Linked DNA regions of Mus musculus: regions 2, 3 and 4 are each linked to region 1. A link is a contact called in public HiChIP or PLAC-seq and promoter capture Hi-C data. All regions are on one chromosome and are shown on one strand. The core of a region is the stretch at or near the end of the contact, and the rest is flanking DNA. Distances in the headings are between cores, read along the strand shown. Region 1 holds the start of Nrd1 (nardilysin, N-arginine dibasic convertase, NRD convertase 1). Region 2 holds the start of Tceanc2 (transcription elongation factor A (SII) N-terminal and central domain containing 2). Region 3 holds the start of Lrrc42 (leucine rich repeat containing 42). Region 4 holds the start of Cpt2 (carnitine palmitoyltransferase 2).

Evidence for each region. Promoter capture Hi-C pulls out the DNA fragments that hold promoters and counts their contacts. HiChIP or PLAC-seq counts read pairs in DNA pulled down with a chosen protein or histone mark. Capture Hi-C pulls out chosen DNA fragments and counts their contacts.
Region 2: a promoter capture Hi-C map of pre-B cells shows a contact between it and region 1, with 2.0 times the contacts expected there. The contact joins the promoter of Tceanc2 here to the promoter of Nrd1 in region 1. A contact is called at or near these places in 3 of 39 promoter capture datasets (liver, neutrophils and pre-B cells) and 1 of 115 datasets of contacts at active chromatin or transcription factors (large pre-B cells).
Region 3: an H3K27ac HiChIP or PLAC-seq map of microglia shows a contact between it and region 1, with 9 times the contacts expected there. The contact joins the promoter of Lrrc42 here to the promoter of Nrd1 in region 1. A contact is called at or near these places in 1 of 39 promoter capture datasets (pre-B cells), 1 of 115 datasets of contacts at active chromatin or transcription factors (microglia) and 1 of 9 other capture datasets (adipose tissue).
Region 4: a contact with region 1 is called in a promoter capture Hi-C map of adipose tissue, with 2.4 times the contacts expected there. The contact joins the promoter of Cpt2 here to the promoter of Nrd1 in region 1. A contact is called at or near these places in 2 of 39 promoter capture datasets (neutrophils and pre-B cells) and 1 of 9 other capture datasets (adipose tissue).

What each region holds. Positions count from the first base shown.
Region 1 is chr4:108,999,157-109,002,271 of GRCm38.p6, forward strand. Nrd1 (nardilysin, N-arginine dibasic convertase, NRD convertase 1) reads left to right here and starts at 1,499. Exons shown (of 31, transcript NM_146150.3): 1 at 1,499-2,008. The coding sequence starts at 1,677.
Region 2 is chr4:107,176,858-107,179,972 of GRCm38.p6, forward strand. Tceanc2 (transcription elongation factor A (SII) N-terminal and central domain containing 2) reads right to left here and starts at 1,509. Exons shown (of 5, transcript NM_025617.2): 1 at 1,381-1,509; 2 at 708-847. The coding sequence starts at 806. Tmem59 (transmembrane protein 59) reads left to right here and starts at 1,773. Exons shown (of 8, transcript NM_029565.3): 1 at 1,773-2,060. The coding sequence starts at 1,872.
Region 3 is chr4:107,251,968-107,255,082 of GRCm38.p6, forward strand. It overlaps Lrrc42 (leucine rich repeat containing 42), which reads right to left and starts at 1,566. Exons shown (of 8, transcript NM_029985.2): 1 at 1,308-1,566. It overlaps Hspb11 (heat shock protein family B (small), member 11), which reads left to right and starts at 1,936. Exons shown (of 6, transcript NM_028394.3): 1 at 1,936-2,028.
Region 4 is chr4:107,921,887-107,925,001 of GRCm38.p6, forward strand. Cpt2 (carnitine palmitoyltransferase 2) reads right to left here and starts at 1,703. Exons shown (of 5, transcript NM_009949.2): 1 at 1,429-1,703. The coding sequence starts at 1,580.

The sequences.
Region 1 (3,115 bases), core at 249-2,748:
GGACTCTAGTGGAGTTGCGTGAAGACTGATAAACCTTTAAAAGTGTACTGAAACCAGGATATCTTAATGCTTTTATTTTTTATTTTTTGAGACAGGGTTTCTGTGTGTAGTCTTGGCTGTCCTGTAACTCACTCTGTAGACCAGGCTGGCCTCAAACTCAGAAATCGACCTGCTTCTGCCTCCCAAGTGCTGGGATTAAAGGCATGCGTTACCACTGCCCGGAATCTTAATGCTTTCAAATACTTCTGCCCCAGTTCATGTATCCTCTTCAATACTTTGTCTTCCTACCCTGTTTTGTAGTCTTAGCATTTATTGTTTTTTTTTTTTAATGTATTATTTATGGTCAGTTTCTTCCCATAAGAAACTAAACTTCAAGCCAAGGATTTTTTGTTGTTTTTGAGACGGTCTTAGTAGGTAGACATGGCTGGCTTGGAACTGCTTTGTAAACCAGGCTGGCCCTGAACTTAAAGAGATTCACCTGCCTCTGTCTCCCTGAGTGCTTGAGATTCAAGGTGTGGACTACCACACCGGCAACGATTTGTTTTGTGTATGGCTTTATCTTCAGCCACACAAAGGTTCAGAGGCAGGAAAGACAACCACTAATGTATCTATCGGCTTAAAGTCTTTTTGTTGTTGTTGTTGTTTACTCATATTCATTTCGTTTATCTCTTCCATGTGGTATGATCTCATTCAATGGTGTCTATCAGCTTTTTATTGTTATCTGGTCAACTGCTTTTTATTTTATATTGTGTCTGTTCCAGTCGCTGCAAAAGCATTGGCAAAAACAAAAACAAAAAGCTTGGGAAAGTTACTTGAGGTTAGTAGCCTAACATGTTCTTGCTTTTCAGTAAAAGTTGGCCAAACTTAAAGGTAGGCTGAGGACTACTCCAGGGTGTGGAAGCTTAAAAAAATAAACAATTCGCATACAAGAGTGAGCATATTGAAACAGATCTGGAGCGTGAAAAGCACCAATGGTTTGGCAGCCTACAGGATGGAAAGATGCAATTGTTATTTCCGGTGCTTAGTGACCCACAAGCACTGCATCCATCTCGGGATAGGGTGGGAAAAGACTTCCGGTGCTCTGCTCTTTTAAAAAAGAGACCCGCTGAGTCACTCTAAGAATAGAGTGCAAAAAATACACCGCAAGTGGGTGAAGAAGATCAGCATCCACTATCGCGACTCACTTCTGTGTTTTCTCGCTGGGGAATATTTTCTCAGACACGGAGCGCTACGCGGTTTTCCTAAAAACAGCTACGGACGCACGTCACAATCGCAGCAAGACTTCTCCCATCATCCTCCGCCTCTTTTCCTTCGCCCCGCCCACGTCAGGTTTCGAAATGCTCTCTGGGTGCGCCAGGAACCCGGCCTATTTCTATTGGTCTCTCGCTTCCCCTACTCCCATTGGCTGTTTCTGCAAACGTGACGGCCGTTGTGCGTTGTGATTGGCTAGAGTCCATAGCGTCATCGGCTGTCAGGAGGGTGGGATGAAGAAAGTCGGTGTGAGCGAGGCCGGGTTGGAGGAGGGGTTCAGGCCTGTCCTCCCCAGCGGCTGGGGCAGCAACAACGCCGGCCGCCGCCGTCGCCCCTGGGACGCGGAGGAGGAGGAGTGGCTGGAGGTGTAGGAGGAGGAGGTGGGCCTGGGGAGCGGGATGTCCAGCGCTACGACTTGCTGGTGAATGCTGAGGAGAGTCGCGGTTGCTGCAGTCTGTGTCACCGGGAGGAAGTTGCGGTGTGAGGCCGGGCGGGAGCTCACGGCTCTGGGGCGAATCGAAGCACGGGGTCTGTGCGAAGAATCATCGAAACCCTTTCCTACGCTGACCATGCCTGGAAGAAACAAGGCGAAGTCCACCTGCAGTTGCCCGGACCTGCAGCCCAATGGACAGGACTTGGGCGAGAGCGGCCGGCTTGCTCGTCTAGGAGCGGATGAATCTGAGGAGGAGGGACGGTCTTTCAGTAATGTCGGGGACCCTGAGATCATCAAGTCTCCCAGCGATCCCAAGCAGTACCGGTGAGGGAGGAGGCTCGGACTGGGGAGAACAGGGTGCGGGCTTCGGTTGGTGCTGTAGTGACTTCTGGTCTCCATGTCTCCCGGAGAAGCAACAGGGTGTTACTACTTCCCATCCCAAATGTGTGTTTGGGTGAGGCGGCCAGGGCAATTTGGAGTAGACGAGGCTGGCCTTTAACTCAGAGATCTGCTTGCCTCTGCCTCTCAAATGCTGGGATTAAAGGTATCCGCCGCCACTGCCCGGCTATTTTTGACTTATATTAAAGCAAGAATTAAGGTTTCCATGAGGAAGACAGGATGGATGGTAAAGGGGAGGAGGGTTGGTAAGGAAAGCTTGACAGTTAGTGATTCTGAATTTTGGCGGAGAGGATATTTGAGATGTGTGTGTGTGTGTGTGTGTGTGTGTGTGTGTGTGTGTGTTATTTTTGTTCAGTCTCAATCCAAAGGTGTATGAGTAAAGAGAGGTAAAACAGAGTGAAAATTACGAAAAGGATGCTGTGGTTTTAATAAAAGAACTTTACATCACCCTTTTCGTAATTATCACTCCTGTTTACCTCTCTTAGCTAGCCTGAGATGGAGTGGCTTGTAACCATGGGTAGCTAGCCACAACTAGAATGGCTTAGCTAGATGACTTCTTCCAAAACGTATTAGAGATATCTTGGGCCTCAGTTGTATGAATGGTAGGCGTGTAAGATCCCATTTTATACAATGTTTCAATCATGTGTAATGAATGAATGAATGGTGACTCAATCCCCCACCTGAATAAACTTAAGAGTTACTTTGTTTCATAAAATATCTTGTATTTGAAATAGTTTCTATTATCTTACAGCTTAGTTTTCCTGGTTGAAGACGTTGAAACACACTCAGAATTAGACAGCTAAATAGTATTGGAGCTTGTATGAAACTACCCATCCGACTCAAAAGCCAGTGCAGTATGTGCTGGGTTAGAAGCCTGCAGCTCCAAACTTATTATAAGCCTGCAGTGTGTTAAAAGAAGGAAAGAATTCTAGAGATCATCTTTTCCACTTTCCCCCCACTTCTGTTTTACAAACAACTGACACTCAGGTCCAGAAAGTAGTGACATAGTCCCAGCTTCAAGACTAGCTTAAT
Region 2 (3,115 bases), core at 259-2,758, 1.8 Mb before region 1:
ATTTCTTAAAGGTCCAAGTACTTCTAGAACACAGCCACTCATTCTGATGTTTACCCTAGACAGAGTGAACAACAGCTATTTCATCCTAATGTTTTCCCTAGATCCAATGATTCTACTAGAATTCCTGCCACATACTGCTCTTGCAGAGGACTTTAGTTCAGTTTCCAGGACCTCAAATTTCTACTTTAGGTAGTGCACAATCACTATCACTACAGCTCCAAAGAGAGCCAAAGCCACTAGTGACCATATCCACACACAGACACAGACACACATAAGAATAAATCTTGGCCAGGAATAGTAGCACAAGCCTTTAATTCCAGCTCTTGAGAGGTTGAGGCAGGGGGATTTCTGAGTTCTAGGTCAGCTTGGTCTACAGGTGAGTTCCAGGACAGTCAGGGCTACACAGTGAAACCCTGTCTTGAAAACCAAAATAAATAAATAAAAATTCATCTTAAAAAGAAAAAACTTAACAAAGGGGGGTAGTGATCCTGTCAGCTAGCAACCATACCCTAAAGCCAGAATTGGATTAATTCAGGGTAGCAGAGGTACAGGAACTGATAAAAGTCTGTACAGGGTATGTAAGAAAGAAAAATGGTCCCTGAAGGGTGCTTAACAAAAAGTCATGATTCCCTACAATGGAACCTGTTGGCCCTATCTCTTTATGACAGTCCTGTGCACATTTTCTCTGACCCCACATTCCTTCTCACCTTCAACGACTCAATCGTGGCTTGCTTGTAAACCTTTTCTCCGAGTTTCTTCTTCGGGCTATTCTGGATCCTAGGCGTTCGAATGACGAATTTATCCATTGCTGGGGGCTCCGCCTACCTTCAGGTGCTTGAGGAGTATTCTATTCAAGAAACAGGGTGAAACTTTATTAAGGTTGAGATGTGTATTCCCAGAAGTGACACGACTGGATTTTCTAAACACGTCTGAATTATGAAGGCTTTTGGATGGTATTTACAGGAAATAAGACTTCTTCTCGAAAGAGGAAATCTCTTCTGAAACTATAATTAAGTTTACTTCCTGGGTTAAGTTCCTAAGATCCAGAGGGGCATGCTAGGGAGGGAGTTGGATTCCACTACCCGGGGTAATGGGGTGACTTCTGAAATCCTTTTCCAGTTCAGGTTGAGTTGTGATGAAGTTAGGGTTCCACTGGGCTCAGTGAACCCCTCTTTACACCCACTCCGCGGCAGCCCCAATCCTAAGAATTACTCTAAGGCCCACAACAACCATCTCCAGACCCCGGCGCAATACAGAAGCTGCTTCAGAAACCAGTGTTGTGTGTCAGAGAATCCCAACCCTTCCACGAGCAAGGCCTTGGCCCCAGCACTAGGAGGCCTGGAAAGGGCTTATCCAATCAGAGCTCGACGTGAGACCCACCGGGAAAATCAGCCTGCCTACGCTGTTTGGTCTCTTGACTCCTCGGGACCTCCACCCGGGCCGCGCGTTGTAACTATTTGTACACTTCTTCCGGGGCCCAGTTCCTCGCTGGTGACCCGCAGGAACTACACTTCCCAGAACGCACTGCGAGGCGTGCGGAAGCTGTGGTTGAGGGAAGCAACACCCCTCAGCTCGCTCCAAGCCGCCGAGAACTACTGGCCCCAGTCGGCCTGGCACGGAGAAAGGGGCAGGCGCGGCTCTGAGCCCAAGGCTGAGATGGTCGGCCGGGTCCCCAAGCCCGCCCACGAGAGGTTTTCCGTCCCAGAGACCGGCCAGGAGGCAGCCGATTGGGCGGACCGGGGCGGGGCCGAGGAGCTCTCGGAGGCGGAAGCGCGGGCCGGAGGGGCGGGGAAAGGGGCTGGCCCGGAAGAAGGAGAAAGCCTGAAAAGAAAACAGCAACAATTCGAGCTGCTGTGACAGAGGGGAACAAGATGGCGGCGCCAAAGGGGAAGCTTTGGGTCCAGGCCCAACTGGGGCTCCCGCCGCTGCTGCTGTTGACTATGGCGCTGGCCGGAGGCTCGGGGACTGCAGCGGCCGAAGCCTTTGACTCGGTCCTGGGAGACACAGCGTCCTGTCACCGGGCCTGTCAGCTGACCTACCCCTTGCACACCTACCCGAAGGTAGGCAGGGCCCATCCGTCCCGAGTTCCCCTCATCCCTCGGTGCCCCAGCTCGCGTCGTTCCACCTCGGGGTCAGCGCCGGGGCCCTAGTGGTGAAGCTGTGCTTCAGCCGCTGCCCACTCGGTGCAGCTGCAGTTTTCCTTGCTCCTGCGGAAATTGCCGGAAGTTTGTGCTGCAGGTCTCGGCGATAGGCTGGGGGTTGGGGGGGGGGACACAAATGTGCGGAATCGGCGAGCCCTTGGGAGCCCGCGGGACCGCCAGGGAGGCGATCGCTTGCTAGGGTAGATGGAGGATGAACGCGAGGTCCTGACCTAACTAGCAGCGCGGGGGTGGGGAGGATGGCGCGGACGCAGGCGTGCACAAAATAGTGCCTTCCAGTCTGGGTTGATGGCGCGCCTCTCTGGGACGAAGCGCGTTGTGTTCCCCGAGTCGGAGAAAGCTTGACAATTCCTTTGCGGTCTGAAGTGTGAAGTCAGCCTCAGTAGTTACCAGACACCGTGGAAGGGAGGACTTCCTGTCTGTGTTGAGTGTGTGTGAGACGCTGCCGCAAGGGACTGGATGCCTTTGTGAGGCGGCGGTTGGGGGGGGGGGGGTCTGTCTTCAAAAAACAATAAAGTAAAATAAACGTCACTCAGTGCAGAAGATAAGGAATCGTGGAGTGGATCAGGAAATTCTACTGTCCTACGGAAAACCTATACTGTGTAGCTAGAGGAGAGACCGATCCCTAACCCTGGTCCCTGCCCGCAGCCGCTGCCTAGCCTTTAATTCTGCCTTCTTAAGTTGTTTTCCAGTTTCTTATGAATTCTGTTTACTCAACATTCTAAATTGCTTGGTGGTTCTCCCCACTCATTTTCCATATATAATTAGGGTTTATGCCCCTCCCCACCTGGCTTTGTAAGGGCTTTCGCTGATGCGCGTGGTTTTTTTTTTTTTTTTTTTTGGCCTTGTCTTCTGTATGCTATTTGCTTAACCATTGTGGCTCTCCCTCTTTGCCTTCTAAAGGTACAAAGTGACTAGAATGGCAGTCCCAGTGACTTTAGAATGTTCCATATTGA
Region 3 (3,115 bases), core at 316-2,815, 1.7 Mb before region 1:
TCTTCCCACTTGTATCTCAAGAATAAAAATACAACATCAGCCTTAAAAATATTCTTAAAACACTCAAAATTAACATCACCGGCCATTTGATCTCTCTGGAACTCACAATGGCTCAAACTGGGAGTTAAGAGGGCAGGGACTATAGTAAAAAACAGTGGTCATCTGAGGAAGAGTGGGTGGAAACAGAACCAGGGCTCACTCAAGGATGAAGCGCTCCCCCTTCACTCTGCCAGGGCAGAAATCCGCCATATCCACACACCAGGAAAACATCTGTCAACCCACTACCTTCATCTCAAGACTGCAGACACCTTTGGCTCATTTGAAAATGTAGTGGTTTTTAAAGACTTTTTCTTAACATAGGAAGAAATCCGAAGAGAAAGTAGTTCCAAAGTATCTCTAACCAACTAACAATCCATCTTCATTGTTCTGTGTCACCGCCATTATTCAATTTCCCACTACTTCTTTTTTCCCTGTAACTTGCCACTTCCCTACCTGCCTTCTCCCCCAAACTGCAGAAACTCATGTCCTATCCGGGCCCATACTTTGTCCAAGAGCAAGCTAATCTCTCCCACATCTTGATAGTTTTACCCACTCTTTAGCTTTTCAAACAGAAAAAATTTCAGTCCCCCACCCCCCAAATTCTAACCTTCCCCATTCACTCCCAGATCTTCTACCCATCTTCCTCACATCCCAGACTCTCCCGTGCCCCTCAAAAGACTCAACCCCGCCTCCACCTGTCTTCTAGCGACCCGTCTCCAGCCCCCATCCTTCTCTCCCTCCTCACGAGTCTTCCTCTCACCATCGAGGTTCCTCTTAGCACCCTAGTCTCCCCATCTCTTTCCCGGTTTTGCGTCCTCAACCTTCAGATTCCCCTTTCTTCACGCCTCACTATCTCCAACTTCCCAATCCACGGCCTCAACTAGTTTCTTCCCTGCCCCCCCCCGCCCCACCCCTCCCCCTATTCCAACCCTAGCTCCTTCCCTTGGTGCACTCCTCAACCCCTTTTCTTTCCCCCTTTCCCGGCACTCCCACCCAAGCTTCTCCCCAAGTCCACCTAAGCTAAATCCGCTCCCTCTCCCGCCCAGAACCCTAAATTCTCACACACCCTCAGTCTAACCCGGGACGCCGCGGACCCCACCCTTAAGCCCACCTCAGGCACCCCTACCTCTTCATCCTCCCACCCCTCCCACCGCGAGCTCTACCTCGTCCCTAGGGCCTTTCCCCTCCCCCAGCCCCTCACACTCCGCCCCCGCACCCACGCGCTGCCTGAGGCTCGGCGAGCGGCCCGGCCCGCGGCCGCCACCTACCTGTGCCCCTGCCCGGGGCAGCGAGCGGCTGCACCTCACTGGCGGCTCCTTCCTCCACTGAGCGGCTGACCGGGAAGCGGCTCGGCAACCTAGGCCACAAAGCCCGTGAGGGTGGGACACACACAGAGGGTGGCAAGAGGGAGGGGCTGGGGGCGACCTGGCGCCGCGGGACTGAGGTACCAGCAGGGAGGGGTGGGGGGGGAAAAGAACTCGGCTGGGTAGGCGCGCGTGCGCGGGGCCGGCATGAGGGGCGTGGTCTGATCTGGAGTGGGCGGGGCATGTGGCGGGGCGGGGCCGGGAGTGGGTTGGGACAGCCGAGCTGAGAAAGCCGGGCGGTCGCAGGAAGGGTGAAAGGGGCGGGGCGGGGCCGTGCGTGTGCGTGCCCGCGCGAGGGCATGTCCCCCGAGATCTCTTGGAGGCCCCCCCACCTCCCCGAGGCAATGCAATGTAAAGGTAGTCCTGAGGAAAGACGCGCAAGTGAGGTGGCGCTTCTAGGCGGAGCCCCTGCCAGGAGAGGGCGGGGCGGGGCTGCGCAGGGCGCGCGCCTGGGAACTCCTCTGAGGCTGAGGCGGGGCGGGAGCGAAGCGAAGCGAGGCGGGGCGGGGCCAGGGCCGGGCGGGGCGTGACGGGCGGGGATCGCGAGCGGACCCGGTCCTTTCGCGGAGCTACCCAAGGCCCAGGCGAGCGGGTCCGTGCAGCACGGTGGGCGGGCACCGAAGAGGTGGGAGCCCGGTGGCGAGGCCGGCGGAGGGTTGCGGGCGGGAAGGAACCGGTTGTGAGGAGACGCGCGGCGGGTGACCGCGGGTGGAGCAGCGATGTCGCTGGGAGAGAACAGAGTGATTAGGGCCTGGCCTCTCTCTAGGCCCCCCTCCCCAAGAACTTTTAGTGCCCTGAAATGATGCTTTGACCCTCAGAAGGAAGAACAATTACAAATGACAGTTAATATGCCAAACGTAACACATTATCAGCACGGTCCAACCTCAAACAGGAATAATATTTAAAGTCAATGTGGGTGCATTTACGTTATTTGAAATTATTTGAGTCTTGGAGGTGAGAGGACTGTGTCCGGGCTGCCATTATGGGAGAAAGAGAATGACCGGTTTTAAATTTACACCAGAGCTACCAGTGGATGCTGTAGGAAAGGATTTGGGGCAGGCAGATGTAAGAGCACACAGACCCAAAGGTGCTGGTCAAGGAGAAAATCAACCCAGGACGTGACCCAGAGGTTTTCTGAAAGAAGTACCAGAAAGGGCTACACTGTATATTTAAAGAGAAAATCAATGGCCCTGGGAAAGGGTAGGGAATCCACCGTCCCTGTCTGTAAAACCCAGAAGGATGGATGGTGTCCTAGAGCCTACTACCACTTTGGTAGAGAGTCCCTGAGGGTATTCATCCTCGCTTAGATCAAGCATTGCCTCTCAAACCTCCATCTTGGAGCTGTGTGGAAACATGTCTGCTGGGTGGTTTTATGGGTTTCTTGGGATTGGTTTGCCTCTTTCTCATTAACTGCAACAAAACCTTAATGAAAGCCAAATCTCTGCCCCTGGTTTTAAAGAACAGATATTGGTAGTTCAGGTATATTCATTTTTTATTAAAGTGCTTTATATTCACTGTATTAAAGTGCTTGTTTGCTTTTTCCTTAGATCATTTAAGAATAAGGTAAAAAAAAACCTGAAAATTTGAAGAGAACACACTGTATCTTATTCATCTACTATATACATAGATATGAGAACATTTCCCTAGATGGTAACTCTTTTATTTATTTTGGTTTTTTGAGAGCAGGTCTATTCTAGCCCAGGAAAACCTTA
Region 4 (3,115 bases), core at 453-2,952, 1.1 Mb before region 1:
TATTTATACTTCCAGGATCTTACAGACGTTTGTGCTGTGGACAAGACTAAACTATGTTGAATATTCTTACAGTTTTCCAATTCTAAACTACCGACAGTCCACCTGATCTTAAACCTGGGTAAGGCACAGGCCTGCCTGAAAGTCAGTGCCCATCTGACTCAGCAAATGAAAACTCTCTTTCCCAAGCCCTCACCTTTCCCCTACATATTAATGCAGCTCACACAGGCTGTCTGGAGAAGCCAGGTCACACCCTCATCCTGCAATAGCAAAGTCCCTTTCTCTTTCCCCCTCCGTCCTGCTGAATTCAGATAACCTCACTGTAGCTGGTCTCACACATAAGCACACTGGGTTCTTGCTGAGAAGGCACGGTGGGCAGATGACACTGGGTTAAATAACTGCTGGACACGGAGGAAAACAAACCCCACAGCAGGGAACAATACCATGGTACAATGTGTGTCTTTTCCCGGATGGAGCAGGAAGGATCACTGGCAGCTGGGCCAGGACAGTGAGGGGGATTTGAAACAGGTTTGGAGCTTGGTTTGGGAAATAAACAATGAATGCAAAGACAATTTAGGTTTGGCTTAGAGTGAAGGTAATTTCTATTCTGGCAACCTAGAACAAAGCTGAGAGATCAACGAGAAAACTAGACTCCAGATTTAAGGAAGTACTGGGTATTGGGGACAGGGGGTGACGGACATGGAGGAACACTTATTAGGGCTGTTTGAATAGGTCAGGTAGTGTGGGTGAGGTGTTGGGGACCACCCGAAAGAGTGCTGAGGAAGGTTTGGTGGGTATGAAAAAGTTCTAGGTTAAGGCTGACCTTAGAAGATGGAGCAGAAGATGGAGAATGCTAAAATGAGGATAAAGATGTGCTTGCAGCAACGATGGGACACTACCAGAACAGGTACTGGAAGAGGAGTGGGCTGGGTGTTCTCAGCAACAGGTAAAGGTGAATAGGGGACACTGACCCGAGGGAGACCCATGTTAGGAACTGGCTATCCTCCCTCAATGGGGGTGCCCTATATCTTTAATCTCAGCACTCTACAGGCAGAAGCAAGAGGATCTCTAATAGGCCATCCTGGTCTACAGAGCTAGTTCTAGGGCACACAAACCCTCAAAACAAAACAAGGAATTGACCACCCTAGTAGAAAGGATTCGGGTGATTTTCAGGCATTAAGTGTGTAGGGCTCAGGATAGCTGTCTGAAAGATTAATGGAGCGGGCAGGAGTTTGTAGGATTCAAGATGAACTTGTAGACGGGAGGGTTGCGGAGGAGACTTTAAAGTTTCTGAATCTTCTGAGCCAGGGAATTTTCAAAGTCTCAGGCTTTCCAAGCTGGGGAATGTGACTGCCTCCAGGGCCGGAGGTTCAGGGCAAGTCCTAAGCACCAGGAGTCGGGTCTGGGCCGGGGCCAGGAGGCTGGGCTCACCTGGGCAGGCTGTCCTGGTAGTGCATGGTGGGTACGATGCTGTGCTGCAGATACTCGGCGGGCCCCGAGACAGCACTTAAGGGCCGACTAGGGGCTCCCAGGACAAGCGAGGGGCACCGGGGCCAGTCACGCAACAGCAGGCGCGGCATCATCGTCCCGGGCGGCAATGGCGGCTTGAGGACGCGGTGGCTGAGGGAGTTCCCGAGCAAGCAGGCCGCTGCCCTCAGGCCCGGGACACCCGTAGAGACTTAACGTCCAGTTCAACTCCGCCCACAGGGGCACTTCCGGGCACCGATAGGCGGTGGCCCCGCCCACACTTGGCCTCTCCCAGAGCCCGCCCACATCGTGGCCACGCCCAAGAGGCGGCCACGCCCACCTGGGCCGGAAGCGGTCTCTAAACTATAGTAAGCCCAGCTTCTTGCCCGAAGGTGGCAGGCATGTAACTCTGAAGCTAACCTCTTTTCCTTTCACAGAACTGGATAGAAATCAAAAGTAGAGAAAAAAGAAACGCTGAAACTTGGCATTTGGCAGACCTATCCTTGTCAAGGCTTGGTCTCTAGAGACCAAGAACATTTCAAACCTTTGTCTTCTAAGTAGAGAACAAGATCAACAAACGCCTCCACAGTTCTAGATTTACTGAACAATAGTCATACTTATTTCACCAATATAATTTGTTAGGCAGAATACTTTACTCATACTAGGTCCGTGTAGCATTCCCCAAGCCTGAAGTCTTTGAAGTGTGTGGCTTCGCGGGGCGGGGGGGGGTGGGGGTGGGGTGGGGTGGGGGGGGGATAGGGAACTTTCGGGATAGCATTTGAAATGTAAAGAAAATATCTAATAAAAATATTATTAAAAATGTATAACTGGAAATTGGGGGTGCATGCCTGTAATCTGAAGGAGAGGCAGAGGCAGAGTGTCAAGAATTCTAGCCTATATTCAGCTACATAGCGAGTTGGAAGCCATCCTGGGCTACACGGGACTGTGTCTTAATCAAAACAAGAGGAAGGAAGGAAAAAGAATGTACAGGAACCAGAAATGAGCATCCTTTTTCAGATTGAATATTTCAAAGGAAAAAAACAAAACAGGTTCCCTACCAAGAGGAAACCCTTGTCCTCTAGTTCTGGGTGTCTTTTAGCCTCAGTCCACCGTAGGAGGCTACCTGTCAGCACACATGGGTCCTGAAGTCCCAAACTTTTCAGGAATTCAAAGATTCTTGAACGTGAACATCCCCATCCATCGCTAAACCACCACAGGCAAGCAACATATACCATACCCCTCTGGTCTCTGCCTCATCTGTAGCTAAAGAAGTAATAGGTTCTGCTACCACTTATTTTACATAGTGAATTATTCTCACTTGAAGCACAACAGAATTCCATTCTGGAAACACAACCTTCCTTTAGCTCCAGCTGTCTGTCAGGACCCTGTAGATCTGAAGCAGCCAAGTACATTTTGTCTGTTCCATAAGTAGGTAGGCAGAGCCATGAGCTGGAACACATCCCAAAGGGCACTGGATTTGGAGTTCAGGGGACCTGAGTTTGTTTCTCGGGCTCTGTCCTTATTTAGATGACCAGCAGTTAAACAGGAAACTCACTTACCAGCTCCATACTGAAGAACTTTTCTTCATTGACTGAAGAGCTAAGCACAGAATTCAAAGCTAGTGGGAACCAGGGATGTAACTCAGTGGGCA